Linked DNA regions of Mus musculus: regions 1 and 2 are each linked to region 3. Evidence: chromatin contacts called from public Hi-C and promoter capture Hi-C data. All regions are on one chromosome and are shown on one strand. The core of a region is the stretch at or near the end of the contact, and the rest is flanking DNA. Distances in the headings are between cores, read along the strand shown.

The links. Promoter capture Hi-C pulls out the DNA fragments that hold promoters and counts their contacts. A called contact is a pair of places that touch in the nucleus more often than the background predicts.
Region 1: a contact with region 3 is called in a promoter capture Hi-C map of hippocampal neurons, with 2.6 times the contacts expected there. The contact joins the promoter of Cacna1i here to the enhancer-like site in region 3. A contact is called at or near these places in 15 of 39 promoter capture datasets (the 3T3-L1 cell line, the C10 cell line, the HPC-7 cell line and 10 more), 2 of 15 datasets of contacts at CTCF or cohesin (the NIH/3T3 cell line and large pre-B cells), 6 of 484 Hi-C or Micro-C datasets (the G1E-ER4 cell line, bone marrow-derived macrophages, cerebellar granule neurons and 3 more), 2 of 115 datasets of contacts at active chromatin or transcription factors (embryonic stem cells and forebrain) and 3 of 9 other capture datasets (embryonic stem cells, liver and macrophages).
Region 2: a Hi-C map of cerebral cortex shows a contact between it and region 3, with 2.1 times the contacts expected there. The contact joins two enhancer-like sites. A contact is called at or near these places in 1 of 39 promoter capture datasets (hippocampal neurons), 1 of 15 datasets of contacts at CTCF or cohesin (the NIH/3T3 cell line), 3 of 484 Hi-C or Micro-C datasets (cerebral cortex, cortical neurons and nephron progenitors), 2 of 115 datasets of contacts at active chromatin or transcription factors (T-cell acute lymphoblastic leukemia and large pre-B cells) and 3 of 9 other capture datasets (embryonic stem cells, liver and pancreatic islet).

Annotation. Positions count from the first base shown.
Region 1 is chr15:80,283,795-80,288,532 of GRCm38.p6, reverse strand. Cacna1i (calcium channel, voltage-dependent, alpha 1I subunit) reads right to left here and starts at 1,295. Exons shown (of 37, transcript NM_001044308.2): 1 at 756-1,295. It overlaps Gm31319 (a long non-coding RNA gene), which reads left to right. Exons shown (of 2, transcript XR_384257.3): 2 at 121-665.
Region 2 is chr15:80,611,612-80,616,288 of GRCm38.p6, reverse strand. The region is part of intron 1 of Grap2 (GRB2-related adaptor protein 2); the gene reads right to left. Among named protein-coding and RNA genes, the nearest start is that of Mir6957, 32 kb to the left of the region's middle. Within about 2 kb of position 1,613, at least 42 of the 459 cell types and tissues checked have an H3K27ac peak or open chromatin away from gene starts, as enhancers often do. A contact at or near this core is called in cerebral cortex, where this site is marked.
Region 3 is chr15:80,416,476-80,421,212 of GRCm38.p6, reverse strand. No RefSeq gene overlaps it. Among named protein-coding and RNA genes, the nearest start is that of Gm41363, 18 kb to the right of the region's middle. Within about 2 kb of position 2,877, at least 18 of the 459 cell types and tissues checked have an H3K27ac peak or open chromatin away from gene starts, as enhancers often do. A contact at or near this core is called in cerebral cortex and hippocampal neurons, where this site is marked.

The DNA of each region.
Region 1 (4,738 bases), core at 46-2,545, 130 kb after region 3:
AAAAGAGATCTACCCACCCCCTGCTGAGCCCTCTTGCCCCTTCACTCCACACACACCATCCAACAGACAATTAAATCCCAATCATCACAAACACTCATTATATAACCTTCTCCCTGGCAGCTGAGGACTCCTCTTGGCCCCTTGGACTGCCCGCTCCAACCCGACCTGGCTTCATGCAGCGCGACCTAGGTGGGCGCCTAGGGTGACTGGCGAAGGAAGGGCCCTCCACCACCCGGCCTGGAGGAAAGTTAAACCCTGCCCGGGGTTCTCTCACTCAATCCCGCCCGCCGTCCTCCGTCTCTAGCTAACGCTCCTAGCTCAGCCCTGCCGGACACTGGCACCAGCTCTGATCCAGCTGGTCGCAGAGCCGCAGCAGAGGGACAGCAGGACGGACGGACAGACCGCCCGGGCCCCCGCCAGCAGCCTGACTTGTTGAATAAATTTCTGCAGCGCTGGTTGAGCCGGCTTTGGGTTTCAGTATTGGCACCAAGAGAACTTTCGTGGCCTTGGAGAGGGGCCCCGGTCAAAGTTCCCTGTCCTTCCAACGCAGGGCCCCCACCCCACCCCCCAAGCAAGGGATGTGACGCCCACCTGATGGGTACGCGCGGGCGGGTGAGGGGGATCAGTCCCCAGAAATAATAAATAAATAAATAAACAAACAAAAACGCCTCTATAAAGAAAGAGCCCGACGCGCCAAGAAACCAAGCTGGGGGCTGAGCCTCTCCTTCCCCCTCCACCGTCACTGCCTCCCCTACCTTGGCATGGACGTGGCTGGGCAGCGGGGTCGTCCCGGGCAGAGATGCGGGGGTGACGCGTGTCCCCGAAGCCGGCGTGGAGAGGGACCCCGCGCCCCGCCGGCCCCACGCCTCAGATTCCGGGATCAGCTGCGCCCCCGGGGCGAGGGGGGCGGCGCACGCAGGGTGGCGGGCCCGGGGGCGCGGGCCATGGCGGGCGGGTCGCCGCGGCTCGGGGCGGGTGGCGCGGACGAGCGGCGGACCGCGCGGAGTTGGAGCGCGCGGCGGGCGGCGGGCGCGCGGCGCTCCGGGCCGGGGGCGGGGGCGCGGGGCCGCGGCAGGGCAGGTGCGGGGCGGCAGGCGCGGCGGAGCGCGGGGTCGGGTCACCCGGGTCCCCGGCTTCGGCGCCCCTGGCGCCCCCGGCCCGGACTCGAGGCGCAAAGGGGCTGCGCGCGACGGGGGCTGCGGAGGAGCCGGAGCGCCAGGCGGTGCGGGGACGTGCGGCGGCGGCGAGACCGAGCCGCGCCGCGTGCGAGGAAAAGCCGTCCTTATACTGACACCAAATGTCTTCGGGGAAAGCTGCAGGCTCGGGGCGCTGGAGGGGGAGGTGTGCGGGCGACAGACTGAGTGACGGTGGCGCGACTGAGTCCCCTCCGGAGAGGCGGGAGCCCCCGGGAGTGCAGCCACCTCCTAACAATTTAGGGTCGCACCGCTGGGGAGGGTCCTGACCCTTTTGGCCCTGGGCTTTGTCCATCATGCGTAAAAACGGGAGAGCCTTTGAATGAGCAGCCCAGGTGCCTAACGCTTATTGGTCTTGTTACACTTCGGATTCTCACTGGGCTTCCTGTTGGGGTGCTTGCTCCACTGCCCAATGAGGGGGTCACCAGCATAATGCTCGAACCGGTCTCCAAAGGTCGTTCAGAAACCCAAGTTCCCACCAAGCTTCCCATTCTGGTCCCACTTCTTCCTGCCCTTCAAGATGGACGCAAAAGACCACCAGCAGTGGCCGTTGCATGCCTGTAATCCCAGAAGAAGCAGGCAGACCTTTAAATTCGAGATTATCCTTAGTCCATAAAGCCAGTTCCAGGCCTACATAATGAGAACCCAATCTCAAAAAAAGAAAAGGAAAATCCTACCTCCTTTTAAAAGCTTCTGAGTGACCTACACGCCCCCCTCCCGTCCACGAGGTGAGCAGATGCCCATCTTTACCCAGCTGCAAGGTCAATCTTCCACCTCACCCCTGGGCAGCTGAGAGACCATGAAATGGGCACCCATCTCTCTTGTTTTCTGCAGCACCAACTCCCCAATCCCAGCCCTCTTACCAGGTAGCCCCACCTCCCCCCTGCATGGGTTATAGACTCCAGGAAGGAGTGTGCAGGATTGTGAGCCCTTTTCATTGGTTCCTATGTATATAAGCAGATTAAAGGTATCGAGATCCTGCCAAATGCCAATCAACTGCTTGTTTTCCCTGGGACCCTGGAACAGGGCACCTCATTTTGCTGTCAACAAAACTTGAGACTAGAGATGAGCCTTAAGCCAGAGGTCGCTCTGCTGGAGAGCAGCCGCCCCATGTATGAAGTGGGTGCTCCCCGGTCCATACCCACTGTCAGTTTGTCTTAGCTTTCTGCTGCTGGAATGGTAGGACATTGACCAACAGCAACTCTGGGAGGAAAGGGTTTATTGGGCTTTAAGCAGCCATCATGCAGGAAGCTGGAGGCAGGGACTGAAGCAGAGGCTACCAGAGGGCTGCTGCTTCCTGACTTGTTCCTGGTGGCTTGCTTAGCTTGCTTTCTTATACAACCCAGGACCACTTATCCAGGGGTGGTACCACAGCGGGTTTCGGTTAATCCAGAAAACAGCCCACAGCTGTGTCCGCAGGCCAATCTAAGGAAGCAGTTCCTCACCTGAGCTCTCCTCCTTCTAGGTGTCTCTAGTTTGTGTCAAGTTGACAAAAACCAGGCTGGATAGCCAGAGCAAGTGGGGGCCAGAGCAAAAGGGAGAAGGGGAGGGGATTGGTGGGGGAGAGCTGAAAAACAAAACAAAACAAAACAAAACAAAACAAAACAAAACAAACAAAACAAGTTGGAGAGATGGCTCAACAATTAAGAGCACTGACTGCTCTTCAGAGATCCTGAGTTCAATTCCCAGCAACCACATGGTGGCTCCCACCCATCTGTAATGGGATCCGATGCCCTCTTCTGCTGTGTCTGAGGAGAGCAACAGTGAACTCACATACATAAAATGAATAATAAAATAAATCTTTTTAAAAATAGTTAACAAAAACTAACCAGCTCCCCACTATCATTACCCCCCTTGCAAGATGGGCCACCCTGTCTGGCCCTTCCGACTTCCATGGAGAGTGTGTGGTGGGGTCTCTTCATGAGGCTTGGGCTCCAGGAGGAAAAAATGTAGCAAATGCCCCAGGAACCAGTTGTTCTGGCAGAGGGGCCAGACTGCGGAGGTGAGACAATTTTTATAAAAAGACTCCCAGGGAATGTGTGGTAAGTTAGGAGGCCTCCTGTAGTGTGAATTGAACCAGCCAGCCAACCAGAGGTCCCCAGGTTGGACAGGAGGGCTTCAGATCACAGTGGGTTCCAAGAATGGCTCATCAGAGGTGAGACACATGAACTGGACCACAGAAGCTATGCAGGACTGAGTCAGAGATGTATGGGGCAAGGGAAAGGGCAAACACCGAGGAGGCAGGAGTAGGTGCAGGTATGCCCGGCTCTGGCCAGCGGACTGCACAGCTAAAAAGACCAGGGCATGGAGAATGACAGACTTCAGGGTGGGAAGAACACCCCAGCCATTCTCTCCTCACCACACTGGCTATTCCCAAGGCTCTGCAGGACTTGGAGAACCTACCAGGTAGTGAGCTTGAAGGTCTAAGCCCTCAGCACAGTCCTTTGAAAGGCTGGATACCCAGCCCTAGAATGCATCCCCCAGGGTGACACCTCTCTTCCTTCCAGGCAACTCCTTTGTTTCCCTGGGCATCTTTGATCTTCAATGCACCCAGCCCATCCTACCCCCCACCCCCAGGACAGTGAGTGAGCCAGAGAGTAATGGAGTATTCAAATAAAGGCCACCGAAGGAAGGAAGGAAGGAGGAGTGAGAGAAACCAGCAACTACTGCAGGCTGGGTGTGCAACTCCTGTATCTCTACAAGAAGCAAGGCTGGGGCGGGCGGTCCCTCTCAGAGGCCTCGCTAGCTGCGAGCGGGCGGGAGCTTCATTTATTCATTATTGCTATTTATATTGTGCCTGGTATTTGCAGAAGGCTGCATCAGCCGCACACACTCATTAGACCCCACCATGCCCTGGGAACTGAGTCTGCCAAGTCCTGCCAGGAGGTGGGTGAAGTAGATGGAGACCCGGAGTCCCCAGCCTACCCACCTGACAGCCAGCAGGCTCCCCATTGCTTCTGCACAAGCTGGCTTCCAGGGACAAAGCCCAGCCTTCTCAGTACTCTAGTGCCCCTGGACAGAGCACATACGTGCGCGCGCGCGCACAGACACACACACACACACACACACACACACACACACATTACCCTGTTAGAGAACTTTCTCACACAATTGTAGTAACCAGAGAGGCAGGGCCATCTATAGCTGGGGCTGGAAGAAGCTGGGGCAAAATTCTGACCCTAGAATCTAAAATTAGGATCTTTCTGGACTTAAAGATCATAAGGGCATATCCTCACTATCATGCTGATTTGTGTCTCAGATACTCACAGATCATTTAATCTATCTGTGCCTAGCTCTGATGGGAGCCCCTGGCAAGGACTCACACTTTTAAGTCTTGCCAAAGTCTTATAAAACCCTTGCTTCTATTTTACAGGTCAGGGTCAGTTGGCACAGGGAGGTGAGGTGTCTTGTTTGAGGTCACGTTTGGGACTCAAATTTGGAGCATCTGTGTTCTTAACTAGAATTCTGAATTTAAAGTCCTCAAAAGCAGCAAGACGTCCCAGCAGGTGAACGCACTTGCTGCCAATTCTGACAACCTGAGTTCG
Region 2 (4,677 bases), core at 364-2,863, 200 kb before region 3:
AGTGGCTTTTGATTAGAAGCCTCCGGGGCCCCACCCCCTACTCCCATCCATTTCTGTCCTGTGCGCAGGTGTGTTCCCCAAATAACAGTTCATCTTCTTGCTGCTTCTCTTCTGCGGGAAGCCACCAACAGAGCTGTCTCTAATGACAGGAGACAAAGGGGCAGCTGGTTTGGCAGCAAGGTGGCTGAGCGGGCAGGCAGGGAGGATCATACTTTCTCCTCCTCATCTGGAGAAGCCTGAGGCTCTGTCCGTCATCACCGTGACGTGCCTGCGGGGTGGGTGGGGGTGGGGCAGGTCATTCCAGGCTTTACCACTACATTGCGCGAGGCCCTATTACCTACCAGGCCCCTCCTGGAGATTTCTGCCAACCCCGGGATCTGTCTCTTCTGCTTTCCTGATTTCCAAGTGGGAAGCTTCTCTGTGGGTTGGAAGGCACTTGGTGTTCAGGTTGTGGGAAGCATATAAGCAGGATGTTTTTCAGACACACAGACAAACGTACACGTGGTGGAGTGGGGGTGGGGGTGGGGAGCCCTTAAGCAGGTCCTGTCACCGTGATTATGGCGACTGCATTCCTCTAAGGGCTCCTGCATTATTTCTCTCTTTCTTTTAATTCCCTCTTTTTCCTTCGCAAGATTTTTTTTTTTTTTTTTTTTTTTTTTTGGTTTTGTAGGAAGGAGTGGGAAGAGAGGAAGTGGAAAGGAAGAGAGGTGTGAGGACGCTGTCCTCAGGCAGGCCCCCTCCCCTCTGCCTATACCTCAGTTTCATCCCCAGCTCTCATCACACGCCCTCTCTGTAATCCCCTCTGCCTGGCTTATATAATCAACTATTTTTTTTTTTTGTGCTTATAACATATTGTGTCATTCACCCCCAAACTTTATCGAAGAAAAATACCCTTTTGCTTTTTTTTCCCTTAACCCTAACACACATGTTCTATTAAACTCAGACAACTCCCACCCCCACCCCACCCCCTTTTTTTTTTTTTTAACCTGTCAAACTGTCAGGCGAGGCTGCCTCAGAAGAAGGGAAGCTCACAGAGGAGGGGTGGGGTGAGGTCGGGGAGGGGAGGGGCGGGGCAAACCTGCCTTTAAACCCCTGTTGCTTACTTGGGCAGCTGAGGACTCTTAGTTCTCTATGCCTCAGTTTCCCCTCTGAGAATTCAGATGACGTCCTCACTTGCCACCTCCCAGGGAAAGCGAGTGCAGAAAGCCCCGTTCAGCTCTGGCATTTGCCTTCATAGTGTCTTTTCCCCAAAGCGTTTTGGCATCGGAGTATTCTACCAACATTTCTTGTAGAGAAAAACAAATGTCAAAACTGCTTTTAAAAGTGTAAATCCACCAAGCATATGCTCCTTTTTTCTCGTTTGAAGCCTCCATCTCCCCTCACTTCCCCTGGGCAGGTGCTAACTTCTTTCTCCTGGCCATGAGCCTTGGCTGTGGTGTTAGCCAAAGATATAGCCGTGGCGTGGGATGGAGACCACTCACTAGGTAGGAGGAGAAGGTTGACTTGCCAAGGAGAAAGGAGGAAACTGATTTGGCTTCTACACTCTGCCCAAACACCCAGGGCGAGATCATGGTGTGGCTGGCTTAGAACAGGAAGCTGGGGGGCAGCTGGGGGAGGGAACATACCACCCAAGTTTCACCAACGCCTAGAGACAAGAACCCGCCAAGACCAAGCGGCCCTTGCGTGCTTGTGATCTAGGATGTGGCAAGGGTTTTACCAGTGGGCACTCATTGTAATTTTGGGGGTGGAGCAGAACTGGGAATCGAACCTACTGCTTCACAGGCACGCTAGGCAAGCTCTCTACCATTGGGCTACCTCTAGAGCTCAGCATTTATTGCTGTTATTGGTGACTGGACATGGGAGAAAGAAGCAAGATATGAGAGTGAGTGTCTGATGTTTCCTAAGGCTATGTGCTTGCTCTGCTTGGTTTCTTGGCCTCCATTGGTACTAGCAAAATCATGGGCCTTCCTCCCACCAGGTCAGGATAATTGCTAACTAGCTTAGGCCTACTGAACCTTCCTGGGTGGCTGGCTGTCAGCTAAGAAATTGACAGCAGCAATTCCCACATACCATGGAAATTCAAGCCCATTACTTCTTGGTCAAAGAGGCAATGACTGCAATAAACTGGCTGACCTCAGAGTGGGCAATCGTGGGCTCAAAGGCAATTTTAGAAATGGGAACCGTGTGTCACTTCACACAAACTGCAGCCCCCCCACTTCCTCCTCCCTCCGCCTTCTCCCCTCCCCCTCTCTCCCGCCCACCCCCTGCAACACATTCAAGGGTTTTCAAGTTCACGCTCTCTTTTAAACACTAGTCACTTACCATGGCTATATTTAGAATGTATGTTTTAAAAATTCTCCTGTTGTTTTATTAAAACAACACCATGCAAACCTCGAAACAACAGCATCAAAATGCCAAGATATCACCGGCCCTACTAGAGAGAGGTCCCTGACAGCCCCACTGGGCTGTCAAGCTGACTTCTGACCCAGCAATCCTGTGCTTTAGGGCAACAACAGAAATGATGGGAGAAAGGCTGATGCATCTCTGGCTGATTGCCCCGTTATCCTTCCGGTTTCCTAGAGCCATAGCAATTGTCTACGGACACACCGTGCTGCGGGCAAGTCCGAGTGGAAATGAAGCATTACAAATACCTCCCTGACTCCACAAGCGTTTTGTGAACCCCGTCAGAAGGGTGCGGGGAGCGGCTGAGGGAGATGAAAGTAAAGGGCAAGAAAGGGACAGTCAGACAGATTTCTACAGAAGCCAGTCTTTTTCCTCCTTCCCATTTCCTATTCAGGGCACGTCACGGTTCTCCTTCAAATAAATCACTAGGACGTTATGGGACCTTCATGCTCCTCCTCCTCTTCCCTTCGGCCCAGTTCAGATTTGTTTTTATTGATCTGGGCTCTGAAAGTTGGTCGTATTTATCATGTGTTTGAAAACCCTCCATCTTTTGCTCTGTGGTCACTGGGGCTGTAACATTGCTCATACCCATAACACACTCCCTGTCGGTCTCCTCTTTTTCCCCTCCCTATCCGTGCCTGAGGTTCTCGTCACTCTTGTTTGATCAACACACACACGTGTAGCCCAGAAGACTCTGTGATCACAGCCACCTTAATCTTTTTGTCATTTTTCCTTGTGTCATCAAATCCCCGTTTATCATTGGAACGCTGGCCATTTTTCAGCTCACTGGTTTCCAAGCCTGCAGAAGCGAACATTAACTCAGACAGTCACTTACCTGCCTTCAGTCCATAAGTCTATTCCTGAAACCCTAGAGGTGCTGACAGCTTCATAGAGCAAGTCACCCCGTAAAAGCACTAAAAGTTGCCAATCAAAGGGATGGTATTAACTGGGCTTGGTGGTGGTACATGCTTATAATCCTCAACACTTTGGAGGCTGAGGCAGGAGAATCACAAATTTGATATTGCCTTGGAATTCATAGTGAGTCTCTGTCTCAAAAAAAAAATCAGAAAACAAGACAAGCAAAAACCCAGTTAAAGGGATATTATTTTGAATTTTGCTGGTCAAGTAAATAATTAGAATTTTCTCATTTTAGGAAAATGTAGGCCTTCCTTGAATGAGTTTGGTTATCTATCCATCTATCTATCTATCTATCTATCTATCTATCTATCTATCTATCTATCATCTATCTATCTATCATCTATCTATCTATCTATTATCTACCTATCTACCATCTATCTATCTATCTATCTATCTATCTATCTATCTATCTATCTATCTCCATACAGGGTCTCATACTGGATACAAAGTCAATGCTGGCCTCAAACTCCCGATTTTCTGCCTTTATTTCCCCAGTGTCACGATTACAGGTAAGCACCACAGCCAGCTGGTCTCTCTTTCGTTTGTCTTGGCACTTTTGATCAAGAAAGGCCCCCAACTTTGGGCTCACCAAGTTGGCAGCAGTTCACAAAGCAATTTGGGTTTCTCCTCAGCGGGCATGTAGGTGCAAGGGAAGCAGCTTGGTTGTAAAATGCAAGCAAACTGCTTGGCATGTCTGTTACATTGAACAAAAATGTCTCTCCTCATCCCAGACATTGCTCAAAGAAGAAAAAGGGGAGGAGGAGGGGGGGAGGAGGAGGAGGAGGAGGAGGAGGAGGAGGAGGAGGAGGAGAAGAAGAAGAAGAAGAAGAAGAAGAAGAAGAAGAAGAAGAAGAAGAAGAAGAAGGAAGAAGAAGAAGAAGAAGAAGAAGAAGAAGAAGGAAGAAGAAGAAGAAGAAGAAGAAGAAGAAGAACAACAACAACAACAACAACAACAACAACAACAACAACAACCCAGACCACCATAAATCCCAGATTTTCTTTCCTAAATATGACTGTTCCAGAGTCTTTCATCACCTGTCCTTGATCTCCTGGTCAAGGTCCAAAGGCCTCACCTCAGTCCTCCTCTAGCTCTAGAATATGTCACTGAACTTGAGCTTAGTATTCAGGATGTGGCCTGAGCAGGGTTGGGCGAAATAGGATGATCCAATTACTTTCTCTGCTGCTCGCATTTGGTAATTGTGTTATACATTGCTGCTGGCTGTTCAGGAGCTAAAATACTCTAAGGGTGCAGGTGTGTTAGACAGGAAGATGGTGACGCTAGGCCCCTTCTAATGTGGGAGTTCTGAACCACAGCACAGGGCTTCACGTGGCCCTGAATATTTTATTCTGTTTGCC
Region 3 (4,737 bases), core at 1,628-4,127:
TTCAGCCTTCCCAATCTCGTCTCCATACTCTGGGTAAGAACTGCCTAAAGCATGGCCCGTGACACCCCAGCTGTTATATTTCTATTATCACACTCTGATGTCCACACCGGGACAGCTACTTGTGTTGTCAGGCCCTAGCATGGCTCTCCTGCCCCAGGGAAACCCCAGTAGCCCTGATGTATCTGTTCACCCTGCCCTGAGGAATCTTTCCTGTGCCCACATGCTGGGCCGTGCCCACCTCCAGCTGCTCTTTCCTGGATACTCATAGACCTAACTCTGTCTCTCTCAGCACTAGCCTGACCTGGTCTGAACCTCTGCGTTTGAGGGAAGTTGCCTTAAAGTTCATCTTTTATCAGCAAGGACCCTGCACCAGCCTACCAGAAAGGTGGTGGACAAGCATGGCATGTTGTTTCCCATTTTAATAATGGTTTTTTAAAATCAAGATATCAAATAAAAAGGGTCGAAGACAGGTTTATACTGTCAGTTTTCCTTTCTAAACCCCCACCCACAGTTCTTCTGCCTAAACTACCAAAGCAGACACATCAACTGTGTACTCTAAGTCCTCCCTCCTTCCCCCTCCCTCCCTCCTCCCTCTCTCCCTCTTCCCTCTCTCCTTCCCTCTTCCCTCCTTTTTTCTTCTTTTCTCCCTCCTTCCCTCCTTTCTCCTTCCTCCTTCCCTCTCTTCCTTTTTTCTTTTTTTCTCCCTCACTCCCTCTTTGCTTCCTCCCTTCTCTCCCTCCTTTGTCCTCTGTCCTCCGTCCTCCATCCTCTCTCCTCCCTCCTCCCTCCTCCCTCCTCCCTCTCTCCACCCTCCCTTTCTTCCTTCCATCTCTTGCCACACTTGGCTGTGCATGTGCCATGTCTCATTTAAGAATGGTCCAGATGCCCCTTGCAGATCTTTCTCTCTCAGGCCACACAGATGGAGTCTGTCCCCTTTGGTGGTTTCTTGGAATTCCAGGATACCCAGGGGGAATGCCGCATTATCAGTTTCAACCCTGTCTTGATGGAAGCTTGGGTTGCTTCCATAACTGCTATAAGTAGCTTTGTGTATTTGTTCGATAATTTTTTGGGAATGCAGTCCTTGGGTCAAAGGTCATAGGCCTCCCTGGATACCACCTACTGGCTCAACTCTACAACCTGCTGGGATGTCCTGTCAGCCCCAGCACCTCTCCATTTCTCTTAAGCTTCCAGGTAAGCCTCATAGCCAACCCCACTCAGGCTTTGACAACTACTCTTACACTCATTCATTCATTCATTCATTCATCCATCCCTTCTCTCCTCTGGTCCAGATCCTGGGCCAAGTGCCGAGCATTCACATTAGGCCATACCCAGCCTTCAGAGCCTTCAGAATAGACCTAGATCCTCTTCCTCCATGAAATCTCCATGTCCCTATGTGGTCTTCAATCTCCTCTCCAAGCCCTACAAAGCCATCTACAGATAACCTGCATACCTTCACCTGGGTAACAGAGACCCACAAAGGAGCCCTCTGAGGAGATCTGTTCTATAGCCAGGCTCACAGAACCCCTCCCTCCATTCCAGAAACCACCCCTGTCCACCCCTGATGGAGGTAGGGCTATGGGGATTCCTCCTGGGCACTTGGAAAGGCTGAGATGTCAGGCAGAAGGTTCTGGGTTCAGAAGGTACAGAGATCAGCCTAGGCCCACATACCATGACAGGCTGTGGGATGGTAATGACAGCCGTGGTAGGCAAGCCAGCCCATGGCTTAGAGGCTGAGACTGCCTCAGAGATGGGTCAGTGCTAGAAACAAAAGCCTTAGAAGGCCCAGGAGCTGCCTTCCCTCCCTGAGAGCCCCCTGAATCCTCCCAAAAAACTGATGTTTCTCTCCAACCTTTCTGCTCCCCAGCAGAAGGCCCCTCCAGCTCAGTCTATAGCTCCTGCTCCTCTGCTCCCATCCTGCTGTGCTGGAGACTCTTGTCAGCCCCAAGCAAGAGCCACGCGGTTCTTGACAGGCCATTGAGGAAGCCACATAACACACCATCTTCACCATAGAGCTGCTTCCAATGCCACTGAATTGAATCCTTCGTGGCTTTTGTCTTAGTTAGGGTTTTACTGCTGTAAATAGACACCATGACCAAGGAAAGTCTTATAAAGGACAACATATATTTGGGGCTGGCTTACAGGTTCAGAGGTTGAGTCCATTATCATCAAGGCAGAGCATGGCAGCGTCCAGGCAGGCATGGTGCAGAAAGAGCTGAGAGTTCTACATCTGAAGGCTGCTAGGAGAATACTGGCTTCCAGGCAGCTAAGATGAGGGTCTTAAGCCCATGCTCACAGTGACACACCTCCTCCAACAAGGCCACACCTCCTAATAGTGCCACTCCCTGGGCCAAGCATATACAAACCATCACAGCCTTTGTTTCTAGAAAGTTCTCAAAGCCAGAGTGCAAGTCCCTGATGTAGCCCTTAATCCTGTGTCCTAGGCAAGCATGGTGGCACATCTGCAATCTCAGCTCTTGGAAGGGAGAGGGGAGGGAGCGTGGATGAGGCCTGAGCTATGAAGTCTCAAAAATTCAGGGAAAAAAAAAAAAGTCTTGAATCTCTGTTTCTCTGGCAGCCAAGAGGATGGGTCTGAACGGGACTATTACTGAGAAATGGAAGGCACTGGAAACTCATTGAACAGGGCAGCTGCATAGGCTGCACCACCCATGGCAGCAGGGTCTATGCGAGCTGAGCCCAGATGTGGGAAGCCACCTGGGTATGGCTCCCTTCACTGACATTTGAGCTCTGGGCTGAGCCCTGGAGGCAGTGGGTAATGAAGACAGCTTTGCTCTAGAGCCAGCACAAGTTTACTGTCCTTAGGCAGCTCCTGCAGCAGGGGACAAGAACACAGTGTCTCCCAGAGCACAGTGGCTGAGGCTTACATAAGTTAGACAGTAGGAGGGTTTCCTCCCACAGTGACACTGCACAGCCTGCCGGGCTCCCTGCTCCACCCCATCATCATGATGAGCAGGGACACAGTCAGGGGACAGGAGCATTCCATGACCCTCCTCCTCAAACTGACAGGGCCATCTGCATCCCTGTCACATCCTCATGGACTCCTAGAATGTGGGGTACACTTGCCCGGTCACTTGAGAGCTTTCCAGTTCCATGCCACCCCAGCACCTCGAGGTCCTCCCCCAACGGCCCTGCTGTGACAACATGCTGAAACCAAAATGACATCATTCTCTTGGGGGCTGAGTAGAGACTCTGAGCTGCATGGCCCTTCTACAGATATGATCCACTGATGGCAGCAGATTTCAAGCCCAAAAGACGGCTGGATGGGCCGCATTGCTCTCAGATCTTTTTCTCCTTTAATAGAGAACTCATGGGGGCAAGGTCCCTTCATGCCCTCAGGGCAGAGCAGCTGGCCTCCAAGGAGCAGGTTCCAAGAGCTGAGGAGCCCCTTGATGGATGTAGTGCCCTAGTTGGTAGAGCTCCTGTCTGCTGTAACTGAATCCTAGGGTCCAACACTGGATAAACTGGGCATAGTGATACACACCTATAATCCCAGCTCTTAGACATAGAGGCAGGGTGAACAGAGGCACGAGAGAGAGAAAAAGAGAGAGAGTTCAAGACTAGCCTGGTTTACAGTAGACCTTGAAAACAGTGAAATAGAGCATTTAGGCTCCCTAAGTGGAGGGGCAGGGGACAACAGAGGTCACCCTGACTGACCTGAAAGAGTGGACAGACGACCAAGATGTTAAGCCCCTTCTGATGGCATCAGGATCTGCCAAACGTAAGAGACAGGTGGAGCAGGTCATTCGTATTCACCCCAGATGCTGGGGACGCGGGGGGGGGGGGGGGGGCGTGTAGGGGAGGCAGGTAGGGAGCTAACCCTTTCCCCACTCAGTCAGTGAGCCACTTTACCACCGAGTGGTTGAGGCTAGGAAGTTCTCAGAGCATAATGTCCAGATTCCGTTGGCTCAGAGCCCGAGCACAGACAGCTGAAGGCCAGGGCTGACCTGGTCCCAGAGCCCAGGGGAACATCAGCCTGTTGGCGGCACTGGAGAAGCAGTGACAGTCAAGAGAAAGAGGCCTGAGGAAGCAGCAGGCCGAAACCATTAAGCAGAGCCCAGGGAAAGGAGAGGCCCCTCTTGGGGCCATTAAACCCAGTCATTAATTTAAGGAGTAGAACCTTCCCTAATAATAGCCATGGGCTGTCCCCAGAGGCTTCTGGAAGGCTGGGTGCTGCTTGTCAGCTGCAGGTAACAAAAATGCCATCAGCATCTTACAGCCTGGCCCTGGGATTCTGTTTTTATGTTCTGAAGACAGGATAAATGGCCCTGATCACTTTTATGATGCTAATGTCACTGCAGAAGCTTCAAATGAAAAATCGTGTGTGTGTGTGTGTGTGTGTGTGTGTGTGTGTGTGTGGTGTGTGTGTGTGTGTGTGTGTGTGTTGTTTACTGGGCGCATTAAAAAAAAAGTTCTGCACAAAGAAGATGCAGCTGAGCTGAGAAATGGTTCTGCCCACCACCCACCTTGGAGCTGGGCTACTCACACAGGTCTTGTTTAACCGAGTCCATCTCTGTGGTACCCATGTGAAGGCCTTGGCGTCCCAAGTCAAGATGGCTCTCAGGGGATAAAGTGCTTGCCTTGCTAGCGTGAGGTTCAGAGTTTTGATCCTCAGCACCTACACACTGTGGCAGGCATCTGAAACTCTGAGGGGCTTGATGGGAGAGAAAGGACTATCCTAGCCTCCCTGGCTAGTCAGCCTAGCCAAAATGGTGAGCTCTA